2 separate regions of the Oryctolagus cuniculus genome follow, and region 2 is linked to region 1. Evidence: chromatin contacts called from public Hi-C data. All regions are on one chromosome and are shown on one strand. Each heading gives the region's core, a stretch centred on a gene start, on an enhancer-like site or on the middle of the called end of the contact. The rest is flanking DNA. Distances are from core to core; before and after follow the strand shown.

Region 1 (4,718 bases), core at 1,152-3,651:
TAGAGAGTTGTTCCCTCAAATATGAGATATGCAGAAGTAAGTCTATGTGTGGCCTTAAAATCTTAAAGGCAATTTAAAAAAAATATTTATTTTATTTGAAAGGCAGTTACAAAGAGGCAGAGGCAGAGATAGAGACAGAGAGGGAAGTCTTCTATCTGCCGGTACACTCCCCAAATGGCTGCAATGGCGAAAGCTGGGCCGATCCTAAGCCAGGAGCCAGGAACTTCCTCCGGGGCTCCCATGCAGGTGCAGGGACACAAGGACTTGGGCCATCGTCCACTGCTTTCCCAGGCCATAGCAGAGAGCTGATTGGAAGTGGAAGCAGCTGGGTCTCGAACTGTCTGCCATATGGGATGCTGCCACTGCAGGCGGCATTCCCCAGGTAATTTTTTTGTAAAGTCAGGGAATTCAGATTTTTCTTAATAAAAGATTCATTTATTTGAAAGGCAGAGTAACAGAGAGGTCTTCCATCGCTGGTTCACTCCCCAGATGACTCCAATGGCTGGAGCTGGACTGCTCCAAAACCAGGAACCAGGAGCTTCTTCCAGGTCTCCCATGCAGGTGCAGGGGTCCAAGGACTTGGGCCATCTTCCTCTGCTTTCGCAGGCCATAACAGAGAGCTGTATGGGAAGTGGAGCAGCTGGGATTTGAACCAGTGTCCATATGGGATGCCAGCACTGCAGGCGGCGGCTTTACCGCTATGCCACAGCCCCTGCCCCAGTTCAGATGCTTTTAAAGATAACATTCAGATTTCCCTATGGTTGATTGTTAAGGAAATCAGGAATTATTCAAGAGATACAATTTCAGGTTTTCTCCCCTATCTTTTAAAGGTGTACCACAGTAGCAGTGTTTTGCAATGTTAAATTTTTTAAATAAAATCTTGGTTAAAAAATTATTTAGGCCGGCGCAGTGGCTCAATAGGCTAATCCTCCGCCTTGCAGTGCCGGCACCCCGGGTTCTAGTCCCGGTCGGGGCACCGGATTCTGTCCCGGTTGCCCCTCTTCCAGGCCAGCTCTCTGCTGTGGCCAGCGAGTGCAGTGGAGGATGGCCCAAGTGCTTGGGCCCTGCACCCCATGGGAGACCAGGAGAAGCACCTGGCTCCTGCCATTAGATCAGCACGGTGCGCTGGCAGCAGCGGCCATTGGAGGGTGAACCAAGGGCAAAGGAAGACCTTTCTCTCTGTCTCTCTCTCTTCCTGTCCACTCTGCCTGTTAAAAAAAAATTATTTAAGGAAGTAGCAGTTGGTGTCAATCAGCTCTTGCCTAAATAAAAGATCCAATTTTTTTTTAAGATTATTTATTTGAAAGGTGGAATTAGAGGGAGAGGCAAAGAGAGAGATCTTCCATCCTCTGGTTCACTCCCCAGACGGCTGCAAAGGCCGGAGCTGGACCGGTCCGAAGCCAGGAGCTCCGTCCAAAGTGGGTGCAGGGGGCAAGCACTTGGGCCATTTTCCACTGCCTTCTCAGGCGCCTTAGCAGGGAACTGGATCGGAAGTGGAGCAGCCGGGACCCTAACAGGCGGCCATAGGGGATGCCAGCGCTGCCGATGATGCCAATGTCGGATCACAAACGACTTGTTTAAAAAAAACAGCCTTTAGAAACGCTGCGGCTTTCCCGCGGTACGTAATCCACCACCTCAACGTGGGGGCGAGGCAGACTGCACTGACTAAACGTCAGGTCCTCAGAGCTTCAGTTAGCAGACTGCTCCTATTAAGACGCGAGATGGCGGGCAAGTTACCTCAAACTTGGGTAACTTGGGGCTGAAGGGCTGGGGCCGGAAGCCTCCCAGCGCCCTCCGGCCGTGCGTCCTTCGAGCCCGCCCTCCACCGCAGGCCCCACCCCCGCCATAGGCTCCGCCCCCAAGCCCGCCCCTGCCGCTGGCCCCGCCCCGGTGTCGTCGCTAAAGCGGAGGGCAGGATGACGTGAGCAGAGTCGCGAACATCTCCTCCCGGCGCAGCTGAGCCGACGGTTCCCACAGCCTCGGAGCCCAACGTGCTCAGAAGCGCCTCTCCCTCGGAGCTCTCGTCGTCCTCCCGGCCGGGCCGCCTCCTGCGCGGCCCCTGCGGCTCCTGGCACGGCCCCGCGCTCGGCTGCCGCCCTGGCGCGCTCCAGTCTGTCTTCCCCGGACGGGCGCGGACCGGCTCGGCCCGGGCGCCGGCGGCTGGGGAGGGGGCGCTGGCCTCGAGGCCGCGCATGCGCCGCCACCAACCTGGGGCTGTCCGTGGAGGGCGAGTGCTGGTTCCGAGGGGAGGCGACGCCCTTCGGGGCCAGCTGGCCGCGCGCGGAGGCGGTGGCGGGAACGACTCATCCCTTCTCCAGCCCTGGGGCGGGGTTGGGGTCGGGGTCGGGGCCGGTGGGTGCCCCGCCCCCGTCTCCGGGCCTGCCCCCTTCATGGGCTGCGATGATGGCGGCCCTGTACCCGACTACGGACCTCTCGGGCGCCTCCTCCTCCTCCCTGCCTTCCTCCCCATCCTCTTCGTCGCCGAATGAGGTGATGGCGCTGAAGGATGTGCGGGAGGTGAAGGAGGAGAACACCCTGAATGAGAAGCTTTTCTTGCTGGCGTGCGACAAGGGTGAGAGCTAGGCCCCTTTCTCCTCCTCTGGACGCCCCTGCCCTCCAGACCCTCGGTGCTCACTCTTGCCTCAGCTTACTCTGGGGGCAGTCCCGCGACCTCCCGCGCCGGCCGCCTCGCCCCCGCAGCGCCGCCCCGCAGCTCCAGTGCCCTGGAGTTTGCGGCTGGGGGTGCGCCCTCAGCGCGGCACCTGCGGCGGCGGCGGCCTTGCCCGCGGCCGCCTCCCTGGGCTCCGCTGTCGGGATGCTGCTGTCCCGGGGCCTGGAGCCCAGCGTTTTAGCCGCATCCCTTCTGACAACGTGAACGACCTGGTCTGCTTAGGGTCTCCGTTCTTTCCTTTTGGTGTGTTTATTGGCTAGTTTCGGACCTTGCCGTCAGAACATTCCAATGTGACCTTGCTTTAAATTCCTTGTACTTAGGGCTCTCAGCTGGCTTGAGTTTGTTAACAAGATCCCCACCTTTGGTGCATGATTTAGCTCAGGTGCACTGCCGGTACCTGTGAGTGAAGTTAAGTCTCTGAATAGCCCAGGTGAGACGCATGATAAAAAGGACTGAAGTTCTGCCTTAGATCCTAAAACTTTCCCTAAACTTCTCAAACAGTCTTGACCACTAGTGCTTTTTTTTTTTTATCGTAGAGAAAAGCTTGTAGCGCTATATCCTGTAGGAGATAAAGGTAGTGAAAAAAATTATATGGCAAAAAAATTTACTTTCCTTTTTTTAAAAATTTATGCATTAAGTGTTTTTGTGGCTGTCTGTCTTTTAATGCAAGTATACTTTCTTTTTAAGATTTCTTTATTTGAAAGGCAGAGTTACAGGGAGGCAGAGAGAGAGGGGTCTTCCACAAGCTGGTTGACTCCCCAAAAAGCTGCAAGGGGCGGACCTGGGCGTACTGGAAGGAAGCCCGGAGCTTCTTCTGGGTCTCCCACGCTGGTGCAAGGGCCTAAGGACCTGGGCCATAGCAGAGAGCTGGATGGGAAGTGGAGCAGCCGGGACCCAAATGGGATGCCAGCACTGTAAGCAGCGGCTTTACTTACTATGGATGCCACAGTGCTGGCCCTAAGTATACTTTTAAGAATAGGAAATTGATTGCCCTAAGACTGCTTTAATTTCCTACAAAAAAAAAAGTACTGAAAATCTTCCATTCCTGAATTTGTGTGGCTTGCTAGTCAGTGGCCATGTTCACTTGGGAAAACTGTTAGAACCATGCAAATTTTCAAAACATAAAAGGCCAGTTGCACAATGTAAAGATTAGTCAAAGAGTATTTTTTGTCCATATTTTAAGTTTTGAATGAATGATAGTCTCCCTAATCTCTCTTAGTGCTTTTGACGTAGGATTTTATTTACAGAAATTTTTGAAACCACATTGACATATTAACAAGGTCCACTTGTGTCTGTTGTCAGACACGTTCTTATATAACAGTATTAGATAATATTGTGAAAGCAGGTCCGCTGTAGGCACAATTTTGAGTAGTCTTGGAAATGTAAAGAAATTGTAATGTTTCAAAAATTAGAATCTATAGGCTAAATAAAATTACTCTGTATTGTTGGAGTGACTTCTGTGATTCTCTGCCCTCAAAAATTCTCTTGACGTGAAGGGGAAAGATTGTGTTATGATGAGTAAGTGGCTGTTGCATTTGCCTCTCCCTCTCTCTGCTGTGATTACTTTAGGCAAAGTATTGCAAGAAAGGGAACATGATATATTTCTATCAAACTGAAGACAGAAAATTGTCCCAATGAAATGGAGTTGGTACTTGTGTGGTGTATATATTTAGGACTGTTGCATGGTGTCTCCAAGAAAAGAGTTTTAATTTATGATTGTATTATAGTCTGTCTGGTAGTATCAATTGAAACAGCCTGATACTCTGTTAGTTTCTTATTTTATGGCATCATTTAGATCTTTAGAAAGATTTGACTCTTAGGAGTGCCTTGGAAACTACTTGCTTTTCCCAGTACATAAGTTGAAATTTTTAAAAATTAATGAGATAAAATAGGTATTTTGTGTGTTTCAGGTATATTGAAACAAGTTCTTGAGTTAGATTTAGAAAAATGGCATATTTATTACATACACTTATGGTGCAAATTTACAATTAAAATAAGTCTTAGAGGATTCTTTGTTTACATGTTTGTATTAACTAATATTGTTTAA
Region 2 (4,718 bases), core at 1,059-3,558, 150 kb before region 1:
TAGACATTTTATACTGATTATTTTTAGCTTCTGTTACAGGGTTTTAAATCTGCTTTCTCTCCAAATCAGTTTATAGCATATTTAGAGTCTACATGTCCTCATGAACTTGCATTAGTCAATATCTCCAATAAATAATCAGATCATAAGTATATTTGATTTTTCTTTTTTCCAGACTAATTTATGGAATATAAATTTAATTTTAAAGTACATCTTAGTTTTGACAGCTATATGCACCTGTGAAATCACTATAATCAAAATAGAGAAAATTTCCATCACCTCCAACCCCAGAGATTTTTTTTCTGCCCTTTTGCAGTTCATCCTTTTGTCTGTTCCTGGTTTCCAGCAATTACTGATCTGCTTTATGTGACTACAGGTTTGGATTTCATATACAGCCCTTACATACGTATTTTCTCTCTGACTTCCTCATCTCAGTATAATGATTTTGAGTCTTATCTAATGTGGGCGTGTATGAGTCATTCCCTTTTTTGATTGCTGAGTAGTATTCTATTGTATTGCTAAATCACTTTTTTTTTCATTCATCTTTTGATGTACAATTGGGTCCCTCCTTGTTTGGACTACTGTGAAAAAAAGCTGCTATGAACATTCATATTTCAAGTCTTTCTGTGAGCATACATTTTAATTTCTCTGCAGTAATACCAGGAATGGACTGGCTGGGTCATTTGGTAGATGTATGTTTAACTTTTAAAGAAATACTTATATTTTGTGAATCTTTTTTTTTTTTTTTTTTTGACAGGCAGAGTTAGACAGTGAGAGAGAGACAGACAGAAAGGTCTTCCTTTTCCGTTGGTTCACCCCCAAATGGCCGCTACAGCTGGCACTGCGCTGATCCGAAGCCAGGAGCCAGGTGCTTCCTCCTGGTCTCCCATGCGAGTGCAGGGCCCAAGGACCTGGGCCATCCTCCACTGCCTTCCAGGCCACAGCAGAGAGCTGGACTGGGAGAGGAGCAACCAGGACAGAACCGGAGCCCCAACCGGGACTAGAACCTGGGGTACCGGCACCGCAGGTGGAGGATTAGCCTAGTGAGCCAGGGTGCTGGCATATTTTGTGAATCTTACATATTCAATGACTTCTGTGAATCTGGGCTCAGCTAAGGACACTAAATTGATAGATTTCTCTATATGGAAGACAGAAATGCTTATCTTCCCCTCCTTGGCCACCTCCCTCCATATTTAATTGCTCATCCAATTCCTTTGGGTTCTTAGTGATTTCATCTGCTTTCCCATTTTTCCATCCCTGTTGCTCTCGTCTTGAACTTGCTTGGGTCCCTATTTTTTATTTTAAAACTAATTTAATTTAATTTATTTGAAAGGCAGAGGGATGTTGGGGGGAGAATCTTCGTGCTGTTGGTTACTCCCCAAATGGCTGCAACAGCAGGTCTGGGCAGGGCCAAAGCTGGGAGCCAGGAACTCCATCCTGGTCTCCCACATGGACAGCAGAGGCCCAAGCATTTGGGCCCTCCTTTCTGCCTTTCCAGGCACATTAGCAGGAAATTGGATCAGAAGCAAAGTAGCTGCAACTTGAACCCAGGCTCCCCAGAGGCAAGTGTCAACTCCCACAACCGCTGGTCTTGGTCTCTATTCTGTATCATGTACTAAGCACTCAGCGCTTTGAGTTAAATAGACAGCAAAATAAGGGCCAGTCCTGTTCCCTGGACTGAGTTGGGGTAACCAACAGCACCTATGTGCTATGCTGCAGGCAAAATGTGTGCGGATCCTTGAGGTTGCATTCCATTTACTTGACTCACATGCTAGAGGAAATATCCCACCTCTGTTGGCGTGTGGGCTTTAGTAATGTATTTATTTTAAGCAGGTGTGGCTGTGAAATGACGAGGAAGTATTGTGTGAAATCCCCTAATAGGGCGGGGCGGGATGGGGAGAAAATTTTCTTCTTTAATAACATACACTTTTCTTCTTGATCAGTGGTTCTCAAAGTGTGGGGGCAGCTTCCCCTGAAAACATATTAGAAATGCAAACGGCAGCACCTCACTCCTAAGCTTGACTCTGAAGCTCTGGGTGTGGGGTCTGCGTTACACGCCCTCCCGGCGATTCGGACCCACGCTCAAGTTTGAGGAGCATGGTGCATTCCAACGGCGTAGGCGGTCACCTTCAGGCATGGGTAACTGCGGGCTGCAGGGACAACGTGCTGCAGCGCCAATTCACTTCTGCCCCTCGCCTCTCCCAGCACCTGCAACTGCTCTTTCACCCTCCTCCTGAACTCAAGCTTGCGGTTTCGCGTCCGTAACTCTGGGAGTCGCAGCCAAAACCCGGGAAGTGGATTCCGAGTGTCGGGGCCCGGATGCCGGCCGGGCATGCGCAGTGGCGCGAGCGCAGCGGCTCCGCGGGCGCGCAGAGGTAGCCGCAGAGCGGACCTGCGGGTACCTGCATCCGGAGTGGGAGCTTCGGACTCGAGGCCCGGTGATCGCCGCAGGTACTGGGCGCTAGGGTGGGAGGGGGCGCTAGGAGGGAAGGTAGACGGACAGATGGAAGGCAAAGCAGTCCTTGTACGGGGCCAGGCTGTCCAGGTTCTCTCGCTCGCTAGGCGTCTCCCGACCTCCGGTGCGCGCTTCTGCAGGTTGGGGCAGCGAGTAGTGGCCGCAGGTGTTCGGTCGCATATTGTACTGCTGAAACAATGAGCCTGAGGACTGCATTAGGACTCCCTGCAGGAAGCGAGGCATTTCGTTAACTTTTCTGGTTGAAACTTTGGTGCTTTCTCATTCAGCCTGACTCGCTGGAATTCTGTGCCTGGTTTATTTGCCTTTGGCCTGTTGGTGCATAGGATCGATAGAACCAGTGAATCGCATCCGCGCTTTCGGGTCGGGTGCCTTGCCTCGGGGCTCCTGGCTGCAGTCTTTAAAAAATGCCAATGGTCAGCGAATTTCAATGCCAGAAAACTTTCTGCATTCCAACTGCGTTAAGTAGGGACTTCACAAAATGCATGATTTTCCTCTTTGCCTTTCAGCGTGGCTCTTCAGTTGGTGCTGTAAAGTGGATAGGGTCTTTTACCTAAGAGTTTTCGCTCCTCTCCCTTTACTCTGTCACTGTCTATGGCTTATTCGGAGATGCCTTGCCCTGGAGCTGCGGTATCAGATAAACTTGTATGAGGCTAAGGGTGTGCTGTACCGATTTACATGAACAAGAAGCAACTTTTCAGGTCAGAGAAGCAACACATAGTTATTCAGGTCCACAAAGATGAAAAAGGTGCTTTATCACCCCTGCCCCTTGCTTCAGCACCAACTCTCCCGACTTTAATGGAATTCTGTAGTAAAATTCTCTGGTAGAGAATACCGTAGGCATATGCCTAGCGGTGGTGAGTTTAGGGGCAAAACAATTGAAGTTCAGAAAGGGAAACCTGTGTGGAAAGGGAATACAGGTTCCCTCCGCTCTTCCCCCATGATGAATGTTTTAATGGCAGGAATAATATACAGTTGGTCTAGTTTGGAACTGTAGAGACTTTTGAGGTCATCCAGTTCAGCTGCTTCAGTTTACAAATGGGAAAACTGAGATCAGTGACTTGCTGTAGCCACCCCAACCCCTCCTCAGCGAAGCTGGGCCTGGGATCCAGACCCAGCTGATTTTTATTTATTTATTTATTTACCATTCCCTGTTAATACCCTTTGCTTAGATTATTAAACTTTCTCTTCCACTCTCTTATACTGTGTCATCTGGTTTAAGCAGAAAATTTAATCATCTCCGTGACGGAGCTTGCTAGTACCTTGTAAATTCCTTTCAAAAAATGCCTTCTCGCTCCAGCCCCACCTAGCCGTTCACTGGTCCTGAAACCACCCTCCTTGCTCGCCTCAGTCACCAGGGCCTTTGGCCCAGAATGCGTTTGCCTCCCTCCTGGGTAAGTCCTGCCCATGCTGCAGGGTACAGTTCAGGTGTGACTGCTTTCTGGAAGCCTTCCTTGATTGCTGCAGCCAGGAGCTCTCCATCTAAATAATCTAGCATTTACTGCTGTTATCTGTGTTGCTGTTACATCCTTTGTACATAGTATCCTGAATTACTGTGTTTTACTGCACATCCCAACCTCTTCACCAGGAAATGGTCATGTTGTGTAAGCTCTTGGGGGTTGAAATCTGTGCCTCAAACATCCTACCATGCACTAAGCACAAAGTCTATTCTCGGCCACTGTTTGTGGGAGGGAGGAGGGAAGGGGAGGAAGTGAGGCATGGATAGTTTTGTAAAAGGATTTCACCTGGATGTTCTGTAATGTGGGGAGGTCGTCTTGGAACTGTAGCACCGCAGCGACCAAGTCAAACTTGTGGGCCAGCTTAGCCTCTAACTCCTATTTCAGCTTCTTGCCTTTTACTTAGAGAAGAATTCTAAGTACAGGCTCAAATACGATGTGCAGCGTGATGACGTTAATTTAGAAAATGAGAAGAATCCACAGAACATGAGGGCTCTATTAAGGGAGAGTGGGCCAGGAAGGGGAAAGTGGGACCTCCGTACCGGTCTTTCCTGGGGTCCACCAGGAGAGAGAGAGGGAGCAAGCGAGAGTGCAGCAAACAAGGCACCCTCCCCTTCCCCAGGCTTCCTGTTCACTTCCAAAAGGGGGAGTGATTACATAGTCTGATTGACAGGTGGGTGGATCCAGGTGGGATTATGGGGGGGGGTGGTCTCCAGCTCCTGAACTGTTTATCTGTTATGTTTTCCCACATCAAAACCAACCTGCTGGAGTGACTCTGATTCTCATATTTT

The links. Hi-C and Micro-C count contacts between places; a contact is called where the count stands out from the background.
Region 2: a Hi-C map of an unstated tissue shows a contact between it and region 1, with 2.6 times the contacts expected there. The contact joins the promoter of PLS1 here to the promoter of TRPC1 in region 1. A contact is called at or near these places in 4 of 6 Hi-C or Micro-C datasets (ear pinna, embryonic fibroblasts, psoas muscle and 1 more).

What each region holds. Positions count from the first base shown.
Region 1 is chr4:139,153,393-139,158,110 of mOryCun1.1, reverse strand. It overlaps TRPC1 (transient receptor potential cation channel subfamily C member 1), which reads left to right and starts at 2,401. Exons shown (of 12, transcript NM_001082651.1): 1 at 2,401-2,572. The coding sequence starts at 2,401.
Region 2 is chr4:139,302,062-139,306,779 of mOryCun1.1, reverse strand. It overlaps PLS1 (plastin 1), which reads left to right and starts at 2,308. Exons shown (of 16, transcript XM_002716570.5): 1 at 2,308-2,448.